3 separate regions of the Sus scrofa genome follow, and all the other regions are linked to region 3. The links are chromatin contacts, called in public promoter capture Hi-C maps. All regions are on one chromosome and are shown on one strand. The core of a region is the stretch at or near the end of the contact, and the rest is flanking DNA. Distances in the headings are between cores, read along the strand shown.

Evidence for each region. Promoter capture Hi-C pulls out the DNA fragments that hold promoters and counts their contacts.
Region 1: a promoter capture Hi-C map of liver shows a contact between it and region 3, with 5 times the contacts expected there. The contact joins the promoter of ZNF527 here to the promoter of ZNF565 in region 3. A contact is called at or near these places in 2 of 5 promoter capture datasets (fetal liver and liver) and 1 of 47 Hi-C or Micro-C datasets (heart right ventricle).
Region 2: a promoter capture Hi-C map of fetal skeletal muscle shows a contact between it and region 3, with 4 times the contacts expected there. The contact joins the promoter of ZNF570 here to the promoter of ZNF565 in region 3. A contact is called at or near these places in 3 of 5 promoter capture datasets (fetal liver, fetal skeletal muscle and liver) and 2 of 47 Hi-C or Micro-C datasets (heart right ventricle and subcutaneous adipose tissue).

What each region holds. Positions count from the first base shown.
Region 1 is chr6:46,301,753-46,305,610 of Sscrofa11.1, reverse strand. It overlaps ZNF527 (zinc finger protein 527), which reads right to left and starts at 1,577. Exons shown (of 5, transcript XM_013998435.2): 1 at 1,367-1,577.
Region 2 is chr6:46,439,931-46,444,082 of Sscrofa11.1, reverse strand. ZNF570 (zinc finger protein 570) reads right to left here and starts at 1,526. Exons shown (of 5, transcript XM_013998450.2): 1 at 1,136-1,526; 2 at 283-357. The coding sequence starts at 315.
Region 3 is chr6:45,574,659-45,578,854 of Sscrofa11.1, reverse strand. ZNF565 (zinc finger protein 565) reads left to right here and starts at 1,889. Exons shown (of 6, transcript XM_021097171.1): 1 at 1,889-1,999. It overlaps ZNF146 (zinc finger protein OZF), which reads right to left. Exons shown (of 7, transcript XR_002345320.1): 5 at 1,759-2,551.

The DNA of each region.
Region 1 (3,858 bases), core at 328-2,827, 730 kb before region 3:
GTGATGGAAAAGACTTGGGCTTTATCTAGCCCCCAGAGGCACACTGAATCTCCACTGCTTCCCTCACTGTCCGACTGTCACAGCTTTTCTTTCCTCACTACTCTCTATGCCAGGAGTTGCATGAGCCAACTCCTGGCATAGAGAAGGGCCACTCTTGTTGCCGCTTCGATTCTACACACACATGTGAAAAAGAAATGAGAACACTTTTCTTTATTAAGAGAAAAAGTCAAAACCAAAAACTTAGTTCACTTGGTACTCGATTAAAGGAGCCATGCCTTTCTCAGCACCAACCATGGAAGAGTTTTGACAAGAACAAATATAAAAATAAAAAATAAATCTCAAACTCCATGGCTTCCTAAAGAGAGGAAGCCGGGGTTTCCAGATTGGGCTTTTCGCCCCCAAAAGCAGCCAGTATGACGACGATCTCACCACAATGTCTTTACATGGGGTTCTGTGACTCTCAAAGGGACTGAAGAGACTCAGATTAAAGTTCCAGATCCAGAAAGCACAGACAATCCTCTACACAACACCCTCAGAAACTAGGGGCCCCATCTTTTGCTATCACAACATGGGAAAGATCAAGGGAGTTTAGTACTTAAAAGCAAGGATGCTGGGGCCAAATAGCGTGGGTTTAAGTCCCAGATCTGTCTCTTAGTAAACTGTACCAACGTGGGTGAGTAATTTTAATCCTACCATAATCTACTGTGCCTCATAATCACACAGTAGGTTTCACACAAACATACAAATTCTCACCTGATCACACACATATACTTGGTTACACAATCACACCTGCAATGTTACACACATACACAGTGGCATAAACACAAAGACAGAGATGATGATACGCAAGCACTCCAACAGAGAGACAATCACACACAACCTCATACACAGTGACATACCACAAAAGGTCACACATCCTGCCACAATTACTCATACAAAATTATACCTGCAGAGGTAGATGGTCATGGGCACAAAATCACACCTTCTGTCACACACATTCAAACGCACTTATCTCCACAGAGACAAGTGATCTAACATAATCATTCACACACATCCACATGGCGACACACACACCATGTCACACCCAGTGTCTCACAAATCTATGCACAACAGCACCTGCAGAGAGAGACCCACATAAACGCACACATAGAGTTTTACACCAGACAGACGGGTCACAGTCGCGCACAATCATACACTTGGTGGCATAGAAGAACACACTGTCACACCCCCAGCCTCTCACGTAGCTATACTTGGTGACACACGGTCTCCCCAAAGGCACCCGCCTGGTCCCCATCCCAGCCCCTACTGGTCCACTCCAAGCCCGGCCCTGACCGCCAGCTCTCGCGCGCAGCCAGGCCCCACTCACCTCCCAGCGCCGCTGGCTCTGGAAACCCGCCCAGCGACCCGAGACTCGCAACGTAGCCTCCCAGGATACCCCGCGGGGCGGAGCGGGGCGGGGACTGAGGCGCGGGGCACCCTGACTTCGGCTGGGAAAACATGCAAATACGGGAACCTGGTCGTAGCGACGTAGCTTTTCCTTCAGACCCTGAGGACCACGAGCCCCAGAACGCTTTGCGTCTCGGCCTATTTGCAGAATGAACTACATTTCCCAGAGGGCCCCGAGCGCGCCTGCGCTACAGGCGGAAGCTGCCTCAGGTGCGGAGACCAGAACATTGTGTGACCCTGGGCGATTTGGGCACTCAAGTGACCATGGGCGTCTGTGTGAGGGACTGGTGGAGCTGCGCTGGTCCGTGACTGTTATTGAATCCCTGGGTGTGGCGGTTTGTGTGTAACTCTCGATGCACACTTGTGCTTGCGCACGTCTGGGCGACGAGCTGTCAGTGTAGTGAGCCTCTGTATTTTAGATCACATCCTGTGATAGGTCGCTGTGTGACAGATCGTCGGTCTGTGATGCCAAGAATGGGAGAGTGATTGTTGGGTATGTAAGGGTCTGTGGCAGGCTTTGGCCATGACGTTTCTGTAAGTGTGTTCTTATCCCAGAGATCGCAGTTTACTGATAACGGGCGATGAAGCTTTGTTTCTAGGTTTGTCTTTAGGATTGAGTCCGTGATAGAGGTCTTTGTGTGTCTCTGTGTACCCGACTCCAGGTGTAACTGTTCTCCCACCTCTCACCCCTGGCCATGGGCAGAGTCATTGCTATCCTCTTTTTTATATCCCTTCTCTTCTTGCTGTTAATGTGATACCAGGCACTGGAGGGCAACTAGATTCTAATTGTAGGAAAATGCTTATTTGCACCAAAGCCTTTTTTTTTTTTTTTTTTTTTTTTTTTTTTTTGTCTTCTGTCTTTTTAGGACCGCATCTGCAGCATATGGAGGTTTCCAGGCTAGGGGTGGAATAGGAGCTGTATCCGCCGGCCTACACCACAGCCACAGCAACTCCAGATCCAAGCCACGTCTGAGATCTACACCACAGCTCCTGGCAATACCGGATCCTTAACCCACTGAGTGAGGCCAGGGATTGAACCTGCAACCTCATGACAGGGAACTCTTTCTTTCTTTTTCTCTCTCTCTCTCTCTTTTTTTTTTTTTTTTTTTTTGCAAAGGCATTTATGATGTAGCCAATAGCTTGGTGGTTTCTTTTGTTGCTGTTTCTACCTTTTCACTTTACAACTAATTGTGGCCCAGCTTTAAGAAAACTGTCCACAGAAGGACAAGAGTTACAAATGTGTGAAGAAGGAAGGTTAAAGTGAACTTCATGATATTAGATTGGAACTAGAGATATCCATATGAACTGATAATTTTTTTTAGACAGACATGTTTGTATATACACAGATATAAATTTTCTAGCTCTGTCGACAGCGATGGCCTTAGAGCAGTGGCCACATCTATCACCTAGATCTTGGTTTCTAAATATCACTCTCCACAAAAAGGAACCATGGTTTCTTGGCTAATTTAAGGACTGGTGCTGGGAAAGTACAAGATCAGCATTTAATATCTTGCACTATCAAAAGTTAAGGAGATGAGGAGTTCCCACTGTGGCTCAGTGGTAACGAATCCAACTATTATCCATGAGGACTCGGGTTCAATCCCTGGCCTCGCTCAGTGGGTTAAGGATCTGGCATTGCAGTGAGCTGTGGTGTAGGTCGAAGATGTGGCTCTGATCTGGTGTGGCTGTTGTGTAGGCTGGCAGCTACAGCTCTGATTTGACCCCTAGCCTAGGAACTTCCATATGCCCCGGGGGGGGGGGGGCCTAAAAAGACCGAAAAAAAAAATTAAGGAGATGCTCAAAAGGATGATGGGATGTGCCAAAAAGACACAGGGGACAGCTTGAAGGGGCTCCTACTGGCTAAATCTAGGAAACATTGAGATAAAAGTTATAAAAAGGATATGTAATACATCCCGTAGTAACCCAATTCACCATTCAGAGGCAAACTGTCAAGGTTCCAGCAAGAAACCAGAATTCTTAATTTTCCTCTTCTCTTCCACCTTCCAAATCTTGTGCAAATGCCTCTGACACTCTAACTAGGAGTCATATGGAAAAGAGAATTCTGAGAACTGTAGTTCACAGCTTCTCTGGAAGGTATATACAGGGTAGCAGTGATGTCCAAATGTCAACTGCCAATCCATTTCACAACAAATATTACCTGTTTCTTGAGCTTACTTCCAGAGGCATATACAAACTTAAATATTCATTCAAATTTGCTTTTTTTTCTTAACTAATTGAAGCCTATGATAGCATACTGTTCTACTCTTTGATTTCTTGACTTTACTGGTATGTTAATGTTTCATTTCCATAGATTTGATTGAGATCATTCCTTTTAAGGCTGTATATTATACCATTAAATAGCTGTACCATAATTTACCTTATTTCTTCCCAATTAATGGAAATTTAAGTTGT
Region 2 (4,152 bases), core at 277-2,776, 870 kb before region 3:
ACTTGACTCACTAAAAGGAAGCTAGTGTGGCTGGAACTGAGTGAGTGAGTTAGAGACAGAGCGAGAAAAATTAGATGAGGTTGGAGGGATAGCCAGGGACCAAATATTTACCGCCTTGCAGGCCAGGGCAAGGACTTTAGCATTTATCCAGAATAAGGTGGGAATCCATTGGAGGATTTTAAAAAGTGATGTGATTGGTTACCCAGAAAGGTTTCAGCAGAAGGAAAGTCTGCTCTTTTGAAAAGCAGGAAAATATTTCAGGAAAGAGAAACACTAACTCACCTGGTACATGGCTTTAAGAAGTCCAACAGCCATTCTTTCCTCCCCTTGGCTCTTCACTTGAGAAATGGCACAGCCCTTAGATGAGTGAGATGAAGAAAAGAACATCAGAAACTAGGCTTTCCTTGCAGCATCCAGAATAAGCAGCATAGAATTTTTTGGCTTCTTTTTTCCTCTGTTGCACCCTTCCCTCCAATAGAGAAAGCTTAATAGAGACCTAGGAATCTAATGGCATACAATTTAACCTGTGCCTAAATCACTTCCTAATTTATTATTTTAACAACAGATTTTCTAGATTTTGCAAATAAAGACTGACTCCAAGCAATGTAACTATTTGCATAAAGACACACAGCTAATAAATAACAGCACCAAGATCAAACAAAGGTCTTCCTGACTCCACTTATCTTTCTTTCTCCTCACCAGTAGATCAGTGGCTCTGAAACTTGGTGACACACTTGGCTAGCTTTAATGGATATTGGTGGCACAGTCTCACTCAGTCCCCACTACCCTCCCCGACACACACATACATTCACAAATTCTTAAAAACTACAGCGCCAACCACCATCTTACGAAGATCACAGTCAGCGGCCATGGGTACCGGCAGACTCACACCGTCACCTCTCCCATAACACCCAGCCTCAAATATCAGTGTATCACAACCGATGGTCTCACTCACACACTCCAACCACAAAGAGGCCGAGGATACAGGAACAACAGGGGACAGAGTCCCCTCTCACCCCTACTGACAGTCTCACCTTCTGTGGCACCAACCATCGACTCACACCCACAGTCACAGAAATCTGATGTGCACAGGCATATCGGGTGACAGGCTCACGCACCGTAAGGTATCAATCACCTTCTCACACGAAGAGTCACAGAAAAGGCCCAGGACCGACGTCTGGGTGACCCACAGGCCACTCCTCAACCCACTTCCTACCTGCAGAACTGAACTGCCGGAAGATCGGGTCCCAGCCCGGAAGGCTCCGGCAACCTCCTCTCGGGCCCACCTCCTGCCCTGAATCTGAAGGAACTCAGCCTCCGCGGGCCTGGAAATAAGCGACTCGGCCTCCGGAGGACACAAAGGCGCCAGGGGCCCAGTGCTCGCGGGGGCCTCTGGGAAATGTAGTCCTAACCAGAAAAAGCCTCGGCGCGGGGGATACCAACAGCCACAGGGCGGCTCTGCTGGGGATACGTAACATCGCCCCCTACGCCCCGGCTCCTGCCACAGCGAATTCCCCCTGGCCTTGCCGGAGCGTGGAAGTCTCAATCGCTTCCTCTCTGCTTCAAACCTGGGTCCGCCACAGGACGAGGCCAAGCGTCACGCTAGACGGTTTCGGATTGAAGTGCGCAGGCACTAGGTCTCGGTCCACCTCCCTTAGTAACCAGGCGGAGAATTACAGGCAGTGTGTTAACCGCAGGGGGTCGAGTTGGTGTGTAGGGCCGCCCCTACACAAAGTGGGTGAGGATGAGGTCCCATATTCTGAGAGACGGGAAAAAAAAGTGTGGCGGGGCAGTTGGGAGTGAAGTGCGCAGATGCATTATGTTCCCTCCCGGTCCTACCTCCCACTAGGGCGTTCTTGCCCTGGGAATGAAGACCGGAGGGGAGGGGTCAGGATCTAGAAGTTCATCCCTTTGCGTATGATTCCTGTATTTGTGATTTGGTGACTGTGGATGTGAATGTGTCCCGTCTTCCTAAAATAGATCCTCTGCCGGGTATCTTCAAAGTTCCCTTACTGGCTACATACGGATGTAAATGTCTCCAACAGGTCTTCTCTGATTACACCTCTCCTTCAATACTCCATGACTCCTTAACCTGACTCTATACCCCCTTAGAACAATAGTGTTTATAATTTATTTGTTTTGGTTTCTGTCACATGACTGATTTTGTCGGTTACTGCATGACCTTTTGATCCTGTCGTGTGTGTTGAGAGACCATGCAAAAATCTTGAATGTTGGAGTGAGCATGGTGCATTTCTGTGACCATGTGTGTGATTGTGTTATTTGTGTGTGACATTTGTGAGGTTAACTATAAGAATGTACTATGATAGAAAGTGACTGGTAGAGAGTGGAGTAGGAGTGTATGGCAGACCTTGAGGATCAGACCAATGGGTGTGGGTTTTCTTGAGATCATTTCATAATAATAAGGTAGTTCATCAAGAGAAAATAATCATAAATGTTTATGCACTTAATAATAACATCAAAATACATGAAAGAAAATCTGATAAAGTTAGGAGAAGGAGATAAATCCACAATTATAATCCAGATGTTCCGCTTATACTCTCAGTAACTGTTAGAACAAGTAGGCAGAGAATCAGTTTAAAACAGAAAATTTGAAAAACACTGTCATCGACCTAACTGATATTTACAGAGCACTGCAACCAACAACAGCAAAAAATATTAATTAAAAAATAAAATAAAATGAGTTCCTTAGTGGCCTAGCAGTTAAAGATTTGGCATTGTCACTTTTATGGCTCAGTTTGATTCAACAACAAACAAATCCACAAAAACCCTAATTTTTTCAAGTGCACATGTAACATTTACAAAGATAAAAAATATTCTGGATACTTCACATTGGACAGTCACCTGTGTGGGAAGAAAAGAGGAAGCTAAATTAAATAAAGAAAATATGATTCAGGAGTTCCCATCATGGCTCAGTGGTCAATGAGTCCAACTGGGAACCATGGGGTTGCGGGTTCGGTCCCTGGCCTTCCTCAGTTGGTTAGGGATCCAGTGCTGCCGTGGGCTGTGGTGTAGGTCTCGGCCAAGGCTCGGATCCCAAGTTGCTGTGGCTCTGGCATGGGCTGGCAGCTGCAGCTCCGATTGGACCCCTGGCCTGGGAATCTCCATAGGCCACAGGTGTGGCCCTAGAAAAAACAAACAAAAAAGACAAAAAAGACAAAAAAAAAAAGAAAATATGATTCAACTTCCTTGTAAGTTATTCAATAGTGTTTTTGTGGAATGCACTGGATTATTCGATAAAAATACTGATAAAAAGTATTGATAGAAAAAATATTCTGGGCCACAAAACAAGCCTCTTTCCACAATGGAGTTAAAGTATAAATCAGTTAGCTGAAAGATAATATGGATAATTACCCAATATTTGGAAATGAGCACATTCCTAAGAAACTGCTGGGGAGTTCCCGGCGTGGCTCAGCAGTAACAAACCTGACTAGTAGCCATGAGGTTGCCGGTTCCATCCCTGGCCTCGCTCATGGGTTAAAGATCCAGCGTTGCTGTGAGCTTTGGTGTAGGTCCCAAATGTGCCTTGGATCCTGAGTTGCTGGGGCTGTAGTGTAGGCTGGCAGCTGCATCTCTGATTCAACCCTTGGCCTGGGAACTTCTATATGTTGCAGGTGCAGCCCTTAAAAGCAAAAAAAAAAAAAAAAAAAAAAAAGTCAATTCACCCCAATTAATTTACATACTCAGTACAATCTCAGTGAAAATTCCAGATAGGTTTAAAAAAAAATAGGCAAATTCCTAAAACTCTCCTTGGTGTTTGAAATAAAAGTTTATTTCCACACAAAAAAATTGTACATGAATGGATATAGCAGCTTAAATTATAACAGCCAAAAGTTGTAAACAACCCATGTGTTCTTCAATGAGTGAATGGCTAAGCAAACTGTGGTATATCCACATGGAATTCTAAAAAGAGTGAATTACACATGTAACAAATGTATGAATCTACAGAGAATTAAGTCAATATTCTTTTTTTTTTTTTCTTTTTCTTTTTTAGGGCCACACTTACAGCATATGGAAGTTCCCAGGCTAGGGGTCAAATAGGAGCTACAGCTGCTGGGCTACGCCACAGGTCACCACAATACCAGATGTTTAACCCACTCAGTGAGGCCAGGGATTGAACCCGAATCCTCATGG
Region 3 (4,196 bases), core at 640-3,139:
ACGTAAAAAGCATAAAAACCCCAAACCCTTGAATTTATCCACCTTTTTTTTTTTTTTTTTTTTTTTTTTGGTCCTTTTACGGCCACAGGTGTGGCATATGGAAGTTTCCAGGTTAGGGGTCGAAACGGAGCTGCAGCCCATGGCCTACGCTAGAGCCACAGCAACGCCAAATCCAAGCCAAGTCTGTGACCTACAATGCAGCTCAAGGCAACACCAGATCCTTAACCCACTGAGCAAGGCCAGGGATTGAACCCAAGTCCTCAAGCATACTAGTCTAGTGCATTACTGCTAAGCCACGATGGGAAATCTTGCACACACTTCTTTATGAGAAATTCCCACTGAAAAACATTGTATATTTATTTGTTCACATCTTATGTTACCCCCGAAAGCAGTATTCTAAAGTTCTTTTCCAATAGTTTTAAACGTTTCTTAAATTTACTCCTCGATTTTTAAAAGACAGTTCGTGTAAACAGTGGTCTTCTACTATACCTTCTACCTGACTGTTGTTTATTTGAAGGCTACTGATCTACAGACACTGATTTGGTAACCAATTATTTAACTCTCTTATTATTTAAAACCTTGAAGGACAACTGTGGGTTATCCTTAATAATAGTATCTCCCTTTCTTCACAAAACCCATACAACCTGAGAACACTTCCACGCATTTAGGAGTTAGTACACCTAACTAGTTCGGATTCATGGATAAACACTGCAGCAAGTTTGTTTGTTTTTTTTTTTCCCCAAAGAACGAGGATAACTGTGTTTATCCTAGAACCCCAGACCCTTGACTTCCTAGTACTCTGCTTTCTGCGATATGTTGACACTACTTCTCAAAAGGTAACGCTGATATCTACTCTACCTAGGCTTAACAGCAGCCCTATTAAAGTTCCTCAAAGATCAGAATATTTGAGACCGTTTGAAACAGGGTCCCCATAACAAAAAGTTCCTTTGAAATATTTCTGCTTGTTTAAAAAAAAAAGCAATAAGTCACGATGATTTGCATTGTACCTAATTAATAAGAAATGTATTTTATAGAAAAGCATATTTTAAAATTAATTACCACTTGGTGCTTAACCCCCTTCCAATCTGCAAGTAAATTAGGTATTCCAGGAAGATGGCACCGTTATTATCAGCACTTTCGACAAGAGAAGTGCCGCTCGGACGTTATCTCAATGCCGGTCTCCCTCTTAGACGCAAGCCATACATACCCTGAGCCCAGTTTCTTCCTCAATGTTCTCAAACATTTAGTCTAACTTGCGGTCAAACTCAGGGTCACGCACACTCGAACCCTCCTCAGAGGCCCCCACCCCCACCCCACACGTAGACTAGAAGCTCTAAAACCCACTCCCCTTCCTCGCGCCGCACCCCAATAGATCTGGAATCCTTCCCCTCAACCTCCCCGACCCTATCGGCCCAAGACGTCCACATCCCACCTCCTATTTTCGCGCCACGTGGACCCAGGGGCCGGACTGACCCGCGGACAAAGACCAAAATGTCCACTCGGTATGCTGCGCCTGCGCACTCAGAGGGCGAGTGAGCACTCCCAGAAACCCCCGCGACGCAGCCCGCACGGTCACCGCGGCCAAGCCCAAGCTGGTGTCTGGTTACCTTCTATCAAAGCAATGCCGCTTTTCCGGCCTTGAACTACATTTCCCTTAATGCTTTGCGGGTCGACACCCAGTATCTCCTTCTGCCTTTCCTATACGAATGTTGCGGCCACGTCCTTTGATTATGAGGCTCTCAGGTCAAGTAGTCCTACCTTGGGGGGATATCAGCTCAAGCCTGGTGGACGTTTGGAGCTGGAACCCTCCTCTTTGAAGCAGTGTCATATAGGCCGAGCTCTGACTTTCTGGTTTGAGGACGCCATCATGTCTCTGGCTGGTCTGGTCCTGGACTACGTTTCCCAGAGTCCACAGCGGCCCAGCGTTACGTGTCTCTTGACGTCGTGGCGAGATCGTTTGCTCCGCCGGGACCCGGACGCGACCAAGGGGAGGCAGAAGGTGAGGGGTCTGGGAGTCTGGGGCGGGGACGGGGCGTGTCCAGAGCCTTGGGTTTGTGCGCGCTGGCGGGAACGGGCTGAGGATGCGCTATTTTGAATGTGTCTTTGTGTGTCATGGTGGTGAGTAGATTGTGTAACTGCGTTAGTGGTGTGATTGTGCCTGTGTATACGGGTGTGGAGGTGTCTATGATTGTGTAGTTGTGTCCTGTGTGTGTTAAGAGTGGATGTGTGGTTGTGTCCGTGTGACACTATTTTGTGCAGCACCAATTTTGTGGGTGTGAGGTCCCTGTGACTCTAGTGCTCTGACAAATTATAGCCCTGAACAGCGAGCATCTGTAACACCGAGATTGGGCATCTTCTGTGCCCTCCCTCCTCCTGTGTAGGACGGGTGGGCGATGACCCATTAAAACTGCCCTGGCTCCTCATGATTGCTTTTTCTTGACTCTTCTCTAAGACATACATTGAAAGGAGAAGGAAAGAACTATTGTTGAACATCCAGAAGCCAAGCTGTCCGTGCATCAAGTTTTCTTCTTCCCCTGAAACCCTTCTTTCTCTACGTGTGTTAAAAAAGCAAAACAAAAAATTCAGCCAAATAAACGTGAAAATTAATTGTCCTTATTTAACAGTTCATGAATCGGGCAGGATCCTATCTAGCAAACGGAGAGATACTCCAAGGAGATGTACAAAATCGAAAGTTTTCATAGGCAGTAGGAAAGTGGGGCAAGGAAGTTACTAGCAAAAGAAAAGAAAGCATTGTTTTAGGCCCGGTCACCTTTTAGGGGAGGGGAACGGCTAGGGTTTTATCATGCAAATTATCTCTCTGGTGCTAACCAGGAAATTCCAGATTGATTGTTTAAAGATTTAACACATTCTTGAGAAAGCCTGAAACTAGAAATAAGTCTTGGTTTGTTATTGTGGGGACAAATGACACCATTTGGGGCTTGTTATTTCCTTTCAACACGTGCTTTTCTTTCCTCCTTCTGAAACTTCTTACTTAACACAGATAAGACACCACCACCCTGCCCCGGGAGAAACTAGTGTCTGGTATTTGCCTTTGAGTAAATTTCTGAGTGCCATGAAGGTGAACTGAAGGACCCACACCCTCTTTGCTCCCTGCACACCTAATGTTCATCTACAATTTTTTAAACATTTGAATTGGCTTTAGATTTAAAACTGCTACAAAAAAAGATTTCTCCAAATACTCTTAACCCAGTTTCTCTATAGGTTACCATTTTACATAATCACAGTACATGGTCAAAATTAGATTAACACTCATATATTATTAATCACTAATCTACAAACCTTATTCAAATTTCATCGGTGTCTTTAGGGTCCTTTCTGGATAAGGATCCAATCCAGGATCATATATTGCCATTGATAATTCTCCTTAGTCTTCTTTAAACTGGCATAGTCACTTAAGTCTTTCCTTGTCTTCCATGACCTTGAGAACTGGCCATTTTGTAAATTCTGCAATGTAGTCTTCCTCAATTCGAGGTTGTCTGATACTCCATAATTAAATTCAGGTTATGCAGTTGAAGCAAGACCACCCCAAGAGGAATGTATTCTTCTCAATGCATCTCATTGAGAGTCCCATGAGATCAATTTGTCTCATTGTTAGCGGTGTTAACTTTAATTTGCCAGGTTTCTCCACTGCAAAATCATTCTTTTCCCTTTATAGTTAATGTATCTCATGGAGAAAGACTTTGCCTATAAATATGCTGTTTATCAATCTTTCACCAACTGCATCCATTGCTAATTCTATTTCTTTTTCTTTTTTTTTTTTGTCTTTTGTCTTTTTAGGGCCACACCAGCAGCTTATGGAGGTTCCCGGGCTAGGGGTCTAATTGGAGCTGTAGCTACGGGCCTACAGCACAGCCACAGCAACGCCAGATCCAAGCCACATCTTCGACCTACACCACAGCTCCTGGCAACACCAGATCCTTAACCCATGAGTGAGGCCAGGGATCGAACCTGTGTCCACATGGATGCTAAGTCGAGTTCGTTAACCTCTGAGCCACAACGGGAACTCTGCATTGCTAATTCTTACCTGAGAATTTATTACCAAGTATCTGCCAGATGGTGATTTTTTTTTTTTTTTTTTGGCTTCCATTATTCCTTCTACATTTATTAATTAGAATCCTGTTAGAAATAGATTTTCCAGAGTTCCCGTCATGGCTCAGTGGTTAACAAATCCAACT